2 separate regions of the Mus musculus genome follow, and region 2 is linked to region 1. A link is a contact called in public promoter capture Hi-C data. All regions are on one chromosome and are shown on one strand. Each heading gives the region's core, a stretch centred on a gene start, on an enhancer-like site or on the middle of the called end of the contact. The rest is flanking DNA. Distances are from core to core; before and after follow the strand shown.

Region 1 (6,669 bases), core at 3,083-5,582:
AGAGACCAGCATCATTGAGGTGACATCTTCTGGGAAGTGTTTTCTGAAAGCACAAAGAGGCTGTGTTCCAGAGATGGCCAAGGTTGTACTCCTGCTGCAGCAGGACTTGGTAATATGTAAGGGTCACCCAGGTGGTACTGGTTTTGAAGGCATGAAGGGGTCACGCAAAGCAGCTGAGGCTCGGCACTGTGAGAGGCCATGGAAGGCCATTGGTGAAGGTGCAGCCTCAGTTGCAATTGAAGGCCCAGGACTGAATGGGTCATGCAGTGTTTTGGAGATGCCAGTACCATGAGATGACCACCAAGAGCATCAGCAGCAGTGGAGTACAGGCATCTGGAGCCGAGAGGATGATGCGTGTGCTACAAAGGGCATGGCTGGAGAAGTGACCCAAGCCCTTGGAGGAGCCCAGAAGATCGTGAGTTGGATCCCAGACAGTGGACGGTTGGAGATTGACTTTTGCTTTTGATTGTGACTGTGCCCTGATATTTTCCCTCTTGAAGGAAGAAACTGTTTTAGTGGAGCCCACAGTTAAGAGACTTTTAATTGTAAAAAGACTTTGGATTTTAAAAGAGATGGATATTTTGAAGAGATTGAAATTTTAAGAATATGTAAAGACTGTGGGACTTTTAAAGTTATTTAGATCTTGGGGATGAATAAGAATGTAAGGGTTGAGGCTTACTAGTGATGTGTTTGTGTGTCAAGTTGACAAGGGGTCAATTGTACTGGCTAGTTTTGTGTCAACTTGACACAGCTGGAGTTATCCCAGAGAAAGGAGCTTCAGTTGAGGAAATGCCTCCAAGAGATCCAACTGTAAGGCATTTTCTCAATTAGTGATCAAGGGGGAAAGGCCCCTTGTGGGTGGTGCCATCTCTGGGCTAGTAGTCTTGGGTTCTATAAGAGAGCAGGCTGAGCAAGCCAGGTGAGGAAAGCCAGTACAGAACATCCCTCCATGGCCTCTGCATCAGCTCCTGCTTCCTGACCTGCTTGAGTTCCAGTCCTGACTTCCTTTGGTGATGAACAGCAGTATGGAAGTGTAAGCCGAATAAACCCTTTCCTCCCCAACTTGCTTCTTGGTCATGATGTTTGTGCAGGAATAGAAACCCTGACTAAGACAAGGGCTGACACCATCCTTGCACCAGGCTAAAGTAGACATGTCTTGGCAGTTTATAGTTACCATAAAATCTGGACTATAATTTTGTAAAATTAACTAACTAGAACATGTTTATGGCAAAAGCAAATGTTAAGCTTTGTGCATAAAATTGTTAAGATATGTTTTGTTAAGATTTTGAGTTCATTGTCACCTTTCTGGGATTAATGAATAAAAATAAATTATGAATCTCAACAATCCAAATTGTCTGAAAATGTTTCTTTTTGGAATTGAAATGGAAGCAGGGCAATCATAAGGCCAACCTCAGCTCCATAGTGAGTTTGAGGACAACCTGGACCACATAAGACCCAAGCAATTCAACTAACCAAGCAACTGAACAACTGACGTTGTAATCCCATTCCACAGGGTTATGGAAAAAAGAAAATAAAACACGAACAAAGAAATGTTCATAGAGTGTTCCTAAAGGAAAAATCATGTGTTTGTAAAGTCAAGTCACTTATTTTGTAGAAATAAGGTTTTTATGTACATTGTCAACACAGGCAGTGCATAATTCTAATGGGAGTCAAACACTTCACATAAGAAATCCATTGATTTACAGCTTTTTCATAATTTTAATCAAACTCAAATAGGGAAACATTGTGTTTTTTACTAAAGTTGTTTATCATTAATTTTGTTTCTCTCTAGCTTTGAACTTAAGAATTCTTGGCAAAATATATTTGAAAAAAAGCCCAATATGACCTTGGTCAGAGTCAGCAGGAAGTGTTCATTCCTAATTTCATCCTAATGTTTTCTCATTCTATAGGTTTTCAAATTTCCCAGTGATTTCAGCAACCTTTGCCAGAACAGTTTCAAACGCCAACTCAGCTCCCTGTTGTAAAGTGGATCGTTTGAAACCATGCATGCCATTTCTGCAGTGATGAGCAGGAGGTCTGGCTTTCATGACTACACTTAGCAGCCTGAGATAAAGACTTGTGTTGACAAGAGTTTGCTAACACTTCATTGTGATGACACATCCTGTCAGCTGTCTGCAATCACTTCTCCAAGAACAATGCCCCACCCACTCTTGGGCATTCTCTTAAGGAATAGCTGTCTATTTTAATCTTCTGATTACTCTTTCTCTATTTCTGTTTAAAATGGCAGAACTCGTGCTAACATTAACTGTTTGTGATTTTGCCTGTGCTCTTTATTGTTCTTGAATGGAAGAATAAATTACTAAAACATGAAAGAAATTTGAAAATACGCATTAGAGTTGAGAAGTAGTGATGTTTATTGTTGTTTTTCATTAAAGTATTTCTTCTGCAGAGAGCTTATGTTGTAATGATCCAACATGGTGCTTCACAATATAATCATGGTCTTTAGGAAGCTGAAAGGAGAACTGTGTACTCTATCCACTGTATATCAAATAAATCAATCTGAAGGATGTGTGGCACAATGGTTTGAGTGACTTCAAGGTCCTGGGATACATAGGGAGTTCTAAGCTTCCTGGACTACAGTTTAAGGCCCTATACATTGGGCCCTGATATGAGCCCTATGCACAGTATCTGCTTTTGTTTTTGTAGGAATTAAATGAGATAATGCCTTTTAAACCTGACTGGGAGTGATGGCTCAAAACACAGTCCTAATTTTACCCATAGTCCCTAGTCCTAACCATTGGAGTGGCTGCATTCCAACAGAGCCCAGATACAGGTGCTTGGACATGTAGGAAATTCACACAGGTCTCCACAGCCATCTAAAGGTTATGCCAGGATGTTAAAATTCCAGCTTAGGACTCTGCCACATCACCTCCAATAAGATCTGTGTGACAAGTTCCACAAACTGAGGCGATTGACCTCAAAAGGGGGAGGCCTCTTGGAACTGGTTGTGGAACTCTTTGCCAGAGAAAAATGATTGAGCTGTAGTTCTCATGGCAATCTATCTGTTTTGCTTTCTCTTATTCCTTTTCTTATTTACATGTTCCTGGTAGCCTAGGCCAAGATCTTAATTGAGAATAATGGGTAAGAAACCACTCCTAGAGATGGGGCCACTAAGATGACCTTATCCCCAGGGAAACCAACGCTTTACTTTCCAAATCATTTACAAAACTATTATGATAAAAATTTTCCCAACAATAAAATTTCATATGACTACACATGTGTCATTGGAGGTAGATTTTGAGATATGGTAAAGAAAGCCTTAATTAGAAAGAATTAAAATAGTTCAAATTTATACATTGAAGATTACAAAAAGACAGGCACTAGATGTTAAATAATAATTGACCATGGGGCTAGAAAGTTAGTTCAGCCCATTAAAGATCTATTAACCTGCTCCTGGAAATATACCACTAGCCTTGGACGACAGCTCCCACTGAATACATTCTTTTAGAATTGTTATATTTTGATGATTTATAATGATGTTACCAGTTCTGTTTGTGATTCACTGAATACATAGTTTCAGAGTTGTAATGCTTGGATGATTTTTGTGCTTTACTGTGTCAGATGACTTTTGTTGGTATTTGTGATTGTTTCACTGGATACAGTTTCTAAGAAATGTAATGTTCAGTTTTTAATGTATAAAACCCCCTGCTTGAGAGCTGCAGAATACACTCAGATTCAAACTGCCTCTGTGTTTGTTTCTGTTTGTCACCACTGAATCCTTACCCACCTCGCTTCAAGGACCCTCATTCCAGGGACCCCCATACCCGACTGCGGTGGTCTGTGGCAGGACTCAATCATCTACAGTGTCTTAAAGACCTCAAGCTTGGTTCTTATACATTTCTGAGGCCTTCAAGGAAATACAGCAAGGATTCTCACTGTTGCTGCTCAAGACAGAATAGAGTTGAGAACTCATCAACCTATAACCATTTTGTGGACAGAACTTTGTCTTTCCTTACAGGAACAAACATTTTACTTTGCTATTATTATTACCTGAAAAACTCAGAGTAGCTGTTTTCCCTACAAAAGGAAGACAACATTTTTGTCCAGTGAAGTGAAAAATATACTAGCTGCTGCTTCTCCCCACTATATCCATGAAAATGCTGAGGCTGTTTATTTTGCCAGATGAGTTTTGATATTCCCCCACTGAAAGTAGAGATGCCTTCATTTTCCATTTCCCTCAGATTCTGCCACAAACCACACTTAGGAAGAAAAAAAAATACCATGTAAGCATGTTTACCTTCGCCTCACTAGGAAGTTAACACACACCCCAAAGTGGTGACTCATCACTATCATGCTATAAAATAGAAGATGCTTGCCCTGGGAAGGAGAGACTCCAGGCACTGCTGGGCACCATGCATTCAGCTATCCTGGCCACCTTCTTCTTGTTGAGCTGGACTCCCTGTTGGTCCCTGCCCCTTCCCTATGGTGATGATGATGATGATGACCTGTCTGAGGAAGACCTTGTGTTTGCAGAGGTACTGTATTCTGCCAAGGATGGCACTGTAGTGCATTTCTCAAATCCCTATTCTCTTAAAAGCTGGTTATTTTGGTCTCTTTTCTAGCACTACTTGAAATCATACTACCATCCTGCGACTCTTGCGGGAATCCTGAAGAAGTCTACAGTGACCTCCACAGTTGACAGGCTCCGAGAAATGCAATCTTTCTTTGGCTTAGAGGTGACTGGCAAACTTGATGATCCCACCTTAGACATCATGAGAAAACCAAGATGTGGAGTGCCTGATGTGGGTGAATACAATGTTTTCCCTAGAACACTCAAATGGTCCCAAACGAACTTAACTTACAGGTAAAGCAGAGGCTCTGTCCCTCACATATGTTACTTTTTTCTTCTACGTGTCTGACGTTAAGTAGGCCTGGAGTAGTTAATTGGAGGTTCGGTTCAGAATTAGCTTTAATACAAGGTTAAGAAGCACAGAAGTAACTTATATTTAATATCTGATTGCATTTTTCTGCAAAATTAAAAAGTTTATATTACACGTATTTCTAAATGAGTTCTGTAAGTCAACATAAAAAACTAATAAATTAGTAAGACCTATTATCTCAATGCTAGCCCCAACATTATTTTTGGTGAGTGTCTCAAGATATTTCTTGTAGAAATGAAACCACAAGTCAGGGAAGAAATTTAAAAAATTTTTGCTGTATTTATGATGATGTTCCTGAAGATGGAGGGTTCCACTCTTTCCTCAGACCCTACAGTGCCAGATTTTAGCTGCCAACAAATTTATATTTAATATGTTAAATTTAAGGTGCCAAGGTATTTATTTATTTGACAGTGATTAAATATTAGACAGAACTCTTGAATTTAATTCTTTTAAAGCACCTATTATATCTAATGGAAACTTTAAAGCAGCCATTTCAAGTTGAAAAGCAATATTCTAAGAAAGTATATTTGCTTTTTTTGTTCTATGTTGTTTGTTTGTTTAATGTATTTATTTAATGTACAAGTGTTCTGCTGCATATACAGCCACCTGCCTGAAGAGGATATCAGATCTCCCTATAGCCCTATGAATGATTGTGAGCCACCTTGTGATTGCTAGGAAATGAACTCGGGACCTCTGGGAGAGCAGCCAGTGCTCTTAGCCACTGAGCCATCTCACCAGTCCCTAAGAGAGTATGTTTTACAAACAGTTTTAACCTTTCAAAATTTAGCTGACATTTTCTATGTTGAATAGGATTGTGAACTATACTCCTGATATGTCCCATTCTGAAGTGGAGAAGGCCTTCAGAAAAGCCTTCAAGGTCTGGTCTGATGTGACACCACTGAATTTCACCAGAATCTATGATGGCACTGCTGACATCATGATATCTTTTGGGACTAAAGGTAAGGGTGTGGAGTTATTTAGACACATGCTCATACACTAATCCTTCCTTGCTTTCATTTTTTTTTATTCCTTTCACCAGTCATTTACCAATTTCAAAGCATTTGAAAAAGCTGCCAAGTCAGGCACAGTATATATAATGGGACTCTAACTCTTGCTGTCTGCATAGAACATGGTGACTTCTACCCATTTGATGGACCTTCTGGTCTTCTGGCACACGCTTTTCCTCCTGGACCAAACTATGGTGGGGATGCCCATTTTGATGATGATGAAACCTGGACAAGCAGTTCCAAAGGTAATCTTCCTTGTAAAGACTTAGCTCATGTTACTGGATATAGTCTCACTGACACAGTTAGAAAGCATACAAGCAAATCGTGTTTAGCATTTGATTATGCTTTCTAAAATAACAAAAGTATATTTTGTGCTAATTGGTGCCACACCAAACTTTTTTTGTACAAATCATTAAATATGAATAAATTATATGATATTTCTTGCTATGACCTCAAGAATATTCTTTTTGAAATGGGGTCAAACATCTTCTCTTTTAGGCATGGTTCTGTTTCTTTCTTTGGTTTATAGTTTTGCTGTTTAAAGAAATATAGTTTTTTATAAATCTATCTCTAAAAACTATCATGGCTGGTGCTATGGTCCACAACTATATTGGATGTTATTTGAAATAGACTTTTTTTTTTTGGCTGAAATATTAATGGCATAGGCTAGTTAAACTTCTATACCTCATTAGGCACGTTACTTGTCTCAGACTTTCCTACAGCATTCATTCATTCATTCATTCATTTATTTATTTACTTAC
Region 2 (6,669 bases), core at 2,453-4,952, 290 kb after region 1:
CAATGGAGGAGTGTTCCTCTTTCTCCTCATCCTCGCCAGCATCTGCTGTCTGTCTCCTGAATTTTTTATCTTAGCCATTCTGACTGGTGTGAGATGGAATCTCAGGGTTGTTTTGATTTGCATTTCCCTAATGATTAAGGATGTTGGACATTTTTTCAGATGCTTCTCAGCCATTTGGTATTCCTCAGTTGAGAATTCTTTGTTTAGCTCTGTACTCCATTTTTAACGGGATTATTTGAATTTCTGGAGTTCAGCTTCTTGAGCTCTTTGTATATATTGGATATTAGTCCCCTATCAGATTTAGGATTGGTAAAAATCCTTTCCCAATCTGTTGGGGGCCTTTTTGTCTTATTGACAGTATCTTTTGCCTTACAGAAGCTTTGCAATTTTATGAGCTACCATTTGTCAATTCTTGATCTTACAGCACAAGCCATTGCTGCTCTGTTCAGGAATTTTTCCCCTGTGCCCATATCTTCGAGGCTTTCCCCCCACTTTCTCCTCTATACATTTCAGTGTCTCTGGTATTATGTGGAGTTCTTTGATCCACTTAGACTTGAGCTTTTGTACAAGGAGATAAGAATGCATCAATTCGAATTCTTCTACATGATAACTGCCAGTTGTGCCAGCACCATTTGTTGAAAATGCTGTCTTTTTTCCACTGGATGGTTTTATCTCCCTTGTCAAAGATCAAGTGACCATAGGTGTGTGGGTTCATTTCTGGGTCTTCAGTTCTATTCCATTGATCTACCTGTCTGTCGCTGTACCAGTACCATGGAGTTTTTACCACAATTTCTCTGTAGTACAGCTTGAGGTCAGGCATGGTGATTCCCCCAGAGGCTCTTTTATTATTGAGAAGAGTTTTTGCTATCCTAGGTTTTTTGTTATTCCAGATGAATTTGCAAATTGCACTTTCTAACTCAGTGAAGAATTGAGTTGGAATTTTGATGGGGATTGCATTGACTCTGTAGATTGCTTTCAGCAAGATAGCCATTTTGACTATATTAATCCTGCCAATCAATGAGCATGGGAGATCTTTCCATCTTCTAAGATCTTCTTCAATTTCTTTCTTCAGAGACTTGAAGTTCTTGTCATATAGATCTTTGTCTCATGTGAGGCTATGCCAGTGCCTGGCAAATACAGAAGTGGATGCTCACAGTCATCTATAGGATGGAACACAGGGCCCCCAATGGAGGAACTTGAGAAAGTACCCAAGGAGCTGAAGGGGTCTGCAATCCTATAGGTGGAACAACAATATGAATTAATCAGTATCCCCCCCACCCCCCCAGAGCTTGTGTCTCTAGTTGCATATGTAGCAGAAGATGGCCTAGTTGGCCATCAATGGGAGGAGAGGCCCTTGGTCTTGCAAAAATTATATGCCCCAGTAGAGGGGAACACCAGGGCCAAGAAGTGGGAGTGGGTGGGTAGGGGAGCAGGGTGGGGGGAGGGTATAGGGGACTTTCGGGATAACATTTGAAATGTAAATGAATAAAATATCTGATAAAAATTTAAAACAAAACAAAACAGAAAAAATACTATGTAAAGGAGGAAAGTAAAAAAAAAAAAAAAAAAACGAAAACGAAATAAAAATACATTTTTCCTTCATCTCCCATCAAATAATACTAGTATCAGTGCCAGCTCCCAGCCACTTTCTCTCTATAAGTCACCACCTCTGGCATCATGCCTTAGCTTTTCCCTTCAATCTACAATCATGCTTCCTTAATTCAACGATTTAAAAAACTGAAGCTCCTCTTCCTTGGCTCTTACCCAATTGATGCCTTATTGCATGTCTTCATGGTTTCTCTCAGTTCTGCAATCTGTAGATTTAGTCCAAATAATTGTGATCCCCCGAGTTGTTCTTTAGGTATTTGCTGCTCTTCCTAGTTTTGCAATTTATTTGTTACATCTGGGTCATAACATTTCTGTAAATAAGTACTGTGTATACATGGTTTCCCAGCTAAAGTAATTTGCAAATGCTACAGTTCCAGAGTCATAATCGACCACAATAGTACTGGTTTCAGGAAGAGCTGAAGCTCTTTGAATTCCATGTATAGCTTTGTTGATTTCTGTATTCTGTACTTGAGAGAGAGAGAGAGAGAGAGAGAGAGAGAGAGAGAGAGAGAGAGAGAGAGAGAGAGAGAATGAAAGTTCTCCTGGGAGCCAGGTGGAGATACTCAGATAATGAACATTTACCTCAGGCCCTACTCTAGAATTCTGCCATGTCTGGAGAAGTAGGAAAAACAGTAAAGTCCAGAATGGACTAGAAGACTGTAGAAGAAACGTACGGCCAGGTGCTTCCTTTTTAGCTCAGACCTCCATACCCAGCCTCTGCTTCTCCTTTGCTATGTTCATCACAAATTGAAAATATTCCTAACCTCTTATGTTCTAAACACTTTTGTAAAATACATTTTTTAAAAAATTCATTTTTAAAGTTCATTTTAGGGGCTGAGAATAAAACATAGTCTGTGAACTACTTCTTTCAAGAATGAAGAACAGGAGTTAGATCGTGAAGACAGGCAGGCAGGAAGAGAGCCAGTGCCCTGTGTCACCACATCATCTGGAAGCCTTCACTCACCCTCCTAGCACTCTGGGGATGTCTGAGACATCTATCTCCTTCTCTCCCTTGTCCTTTTGTCCCTGGATGTAGGCCAAAGTTTTCCACTTGCTGTGAGCCCACAGTTACTGATGGTCCAGCCTGGATTCAAATAGCAGGTTGATGAACTAGAGCCTGGTATAGGATGGGCTCTGTTTCTCTCACCATACTCATGGGCTTGAGTCCTATGCAAAGTGAGCATGTGCCTTTCCTAGTCTTCCAGCCTCTGCCTCTCCTGCAAAATTATAGCAATAGTGTGTTGCTCTGAAAGCTGTATGAGAATAGGGCATTTAGTTGTCATTAACATGTTTGAAACATTGTAAGTACAACAGATGTTAGTTTTCGTCTTAACTATCACTATCTTTGTCCTTTCTCTGGAAAAACCCACCTTATAGTGAATGTTTTAGTACATCTATAGCAGTCATGCCACACAGAAGCTGCTGTTTACGTATGTATATGGACGTGTGCATTTATTTAAAAGTGAATGTTCATGTTTTGTGTGTGCTGTAAGTGGGATTTGTTTGTTTGTTTTGTGACAGGGTCTCTAACTAGCCTGGAACTTACCAAGTAGACTAGGTTGACTGGCCAATAAGCTGCAAACACCCCCTGCCTGGCACAGACCAGGACCGAGATTATACTCATGTACCACTAAGTTCAGTTTTTTACCTGCATGCTGAGAATCAAATTCAGGCCCTCATGCTTGTGTGACAAGTACTTTCCTAACAAAGCCATCATCTCTAGATGCTGCTTTTGGTCCCCACACAAAGCCTGCTTTGGCACACGCTATCAGGCAGCAGTGGTGGCTTAGAAACAGAAGTCTTACAGGTGTGCCACCGCTTCCCAAGATGATCGCTGAACATTCTTAAAATATTGCCCCGATTAACTAGCACAACTTCCTCATTACACACAGACAGAAACTGGAAGACTGTAGCCCCCGTGCCAGCCACCTCACCCTGACAGTTTACAAAAGTAGCGATCCATCCTCTTGCTTTGTTGAATGACTCCCCCACTTCTAGGTTCCAAATCACATTCTAACATTGAAGAACTGTCAGAGTGCGGTTAGCTATGTTGCCTCATACTGCTTAGGCAGAAGTTGCTCAAGATGTAGCTTTATAAGGGACCAGACAAGAGCAGTGATTGGCAGGGGATGCTGTGAGCTTGAGGGCACTTGCCAGAGGGGCAGAGGAAGGCAGGAGAGGTTGTCTTGGAAGATAAGATTATGTTTCGCCTGAAGACACTTCCATTACTGATCTTCCTCCACACACAGCTTGCCAATGCCTTCCCAGTACCTGAACACCTGGAAGAGAAAAATATAAAAACTGCTGAGGTAAATGGGCTGTCTATCACAGTTGATTTGCCGGTGGTTACAGAATTCTGAGGGTGGCTTTCCCTTCTTAGTCTAGAAGGACAGAAAGAGATTCTTCGCATGGGTTTGCCAAGGCTCAGCATCACTTTCTGAGACTTGAAAGACTCCACGTGGTCAAGGCCTGGCCCTGGAAAATGTAGACATGAAGACAGCTGGGTGTTTTCAAGCCCAAGGAACACTACTGTCAGGCCAGCTGCAGCTGGAGCCTTTTCAGAGAGAATATTTTATTTATAAAATGAACTGAGTTGCCTACCTAATTTTTTCTCTTCCAGTATACCTGTAACCCAGTTGTTCCACGCTCTATAGGCCAGTGCTAGAGTGATAGAATACTTGCTGGTATCCCAACACTAAAAAAATGGTGGGGGCTGTGGGGAGGTCAAATTATGACCTGCCCACCGCTTCCTGTATGGATAGTTTTCTGCAGCCAAAAATACTTTCATATAGAGACGATAGATGGAAATGGGGGGTTATAATTAATTAAAATTAACACATTGTTAATCAGATTTTCCAGGACTGTTTATTAAACTTTGGAAGTTTAGCATCTCTCTTGTTTTATAGTATAAAAAAAGGCCACTTTTTTATGCAAGAGAATGTAATCACCAATTTCTTGTTCATAGTTTTCTTAGTATTGAAATTTCCGGAAAGCATAATTCTTGCTCTTTTCTCGCAATCATTTTTGTGCCTGGCACAGAAGCCCCTAAGTTCGTACTGAGGGTGGGCTGGGTTCACTTTGCAGGTGCCACTCCTCTAAGTATCACAATGACTGTGATGTTGGAGACAAAGAACAGTGCTGGGATTTGCCCACACCTGCCACATCTCAAAGTGCAAGCTCTGCTCTCTGTCACCTCCAAATAACCAGGTAGTCACATACGAAGCACAGTATATATACATAGGCTACACATGGCAAGGTAAAGAGACCTTACCATTGACTGGCATGTCAACACTTGTGAATGAGAGTGGCTTACAAGATCTTATCTTGGTAAATGAAATGCTGCTGTTGCCCCAAACATCTTTTAAATGACCAGTTCTCATTTGAAAGCCATTGCAGTAAGCCAGGACCTGTACTGTCACCTTCCCTTTGGTTCTTGAACCCTCCATTTCTCTGTGAGGGTGATTAAACCCTCTCTCCATTTAGTGAAAGAATTTTTAAGCAGAAAAGTCCTCATTTTTATAACTAACACTTCAACAGATATAAAAACAATAGTTAAAAGCCAGTACTGATTAAAACAAAAGCCATGCTGCGGACTGTATAGTAGCGGACTATATAGTAGAGGACTGTATAGTAGCGGGCTGTATAGTAGTGGACTGTATAGTAGCAGTTGGTGTGTGACTTGGATTCATTCCTCCCCTGTTGTAAGACTTTTGTTTTTTATTCAAAAATCCATGAGATCTCAGGGAATGCAGAGAATGTTCTATGGCGTTGTTCTTTCAAAATCAATCTACAAGTTATTTTAATTAAGTGAATTTCTTTTCGTGAGTGTGGGAGGGAATTGCATGCCACAGTGCACATATGGTAATCAGAACACAGTAAACTTGGAAGAAAGAGTCAGCTCTCTCCTTCTACTGTGTGGGTGGTGAGGTCAATCTTAGCTTGTCAGGCTTGACCCACTGAGCTATCCCTTCCCACAATTTCTGTTATTGTCCCTTGCCTGTCGGGTCCTGGTTTACATTCTGTGGCAACTTAGAAAGAATTGCAAAATGTCCGGAGCAATTTCACAGCAAGTACTCTGGTGTGTTTATTTTGATCAGAATTACCTACGAAAATTCTACAACTTACCAAGCAATCAATTCCGGTCTTCGAGGAATGCCACGATGGTTGCAGAGAAGCTTAAAGAGATGCAGCGCTTCTTCAGCTTAGCAGAGACTGGGAAGTTAGATGCAGCTACAATGGGGATTATGGAAATGCCTCGATGTGGAGTGCCTGACTCTGGTGATTTCTTGCTAACCCCAGGAAGTCCCAAGTGGACACACACTAACCTGACCTACAGGTGACATTCCTAGAGTCTGGGGATTCATCCACTCAGCTAGTGAGTGACAGTCTGTGACACCTCAGACATTGTTGCAGAACTTGGAAGCCACTATAGACCAATGAACAGATATCCTGCCCTTACCAAATTTGGAGGAGTAGAATGTGAGCTGGAAGCTAGCTTGAGGCTGAGAAAGCAGAGAGCCCGGGGTTCTTTCAACCCTACAGCTTACCACGTTGAGTCTCTTCAGCAATCTAAAAAGACTATGCCATCATGAGACTGTCTCTTCTAGTCAGTTACTTTTAAGTACAAAAGAGGCTTAACCATTGCTGAAGAAAACCTAGCCCTGTTCTGTATATCTTGGTAACAGCAGTAATAATACTCACTTTCTGTGTAGTATAATGTTTAACCCACAAACTAACAGCTTACAGTGTATTTAATTTCCTCAGCTACCTATAAGGCAGATCTTACTGTATCATCATCATCTTATGGACAGGGACACCAAGGCTTAAAGACAAGTAGTTACTTGTCCAGACTCCAGTCTGTCTTCAGCCCTGAGACATACACCCCTCCTGATGCTCTGTCCAAGTAGTAGTGCATTACATAAGTAACGTACTCCAAAATAGAGTGACTGTGTAGTTCAAAGGGGTTGCTAATAATAGCAAACCATTCTTACTCCTTCTCATTTTCAAAGGATTATAAACCATACGCCACAGCTGTCAAGGGCTGAAGTGAAAACAGCAATT

What was found. Promoter capture Hi-C pulls out the DNA fragments that hold promoters and counts their contacts.
Region 2: a contact with region 1 is called in a promoter capture Hi-C map of pre-B cells. The contact joins the promoter of Mmp8 here to the promoter of Mmp13 in region 1. A contact is called at or near these places in 12 of 39 promoter capture datasets (the C10 cell line, cranial neural crest, embryonic stem cells and 5 more), 1 of 15 datasets of contacts at CTCF or cohesin (the NIH/3T3 cell line), 2 of 484 Hi-C or Micro-C datasets (adipose-derived mesenchymal stem cells and bone marrow-derived macrophages), 1 of 115 datasets of contacts at active chromatin or transcription factors (acute myeloid leukemia) and 3 of 9 other capture datasets (adipose tissue, liver and macrophages).

The regions. Positions count from the first base shown.
Region 1 is chr9:7,268,182-7,274,850 of GRCm38.p6, forward strand. It overlaps Mmp13 (matrix metallopeptidase 13), which reads left to right and starts at 4,333. Exons shown (of 10, transcript NM_008607.2): 1 at 4,333-4,496; 2 at 4,584-4,825; 3 at 5,712-5,860; 4 at 6,028-6,153. The coding sequence starts at 4,374. Gm31639 (a long non-coding RNA gene) reads left to right here. Exons shown (of 5, transcript XR_379095.2): 5 at 1,911-3,327.
Region 2 is chr9:7,554,727-7,561,395 of GRCm38.p6, forward strand. It overlaps Mmp8 (matrix metallopeptidase 8), which reads left to right and starts at 3,703. Exons shown (of 10, transcript NM_008611.4): 1 at 3,703-3,917; 2 at 5,706-5,944; 3 at 6,618-6,669. The coding sequence starts at 3,810. Gm31751 (a long non-coding RNA gene) reads right to left here. Exons shown (of 4, transcript XR_379096.3): 4 at 2,446-3,887.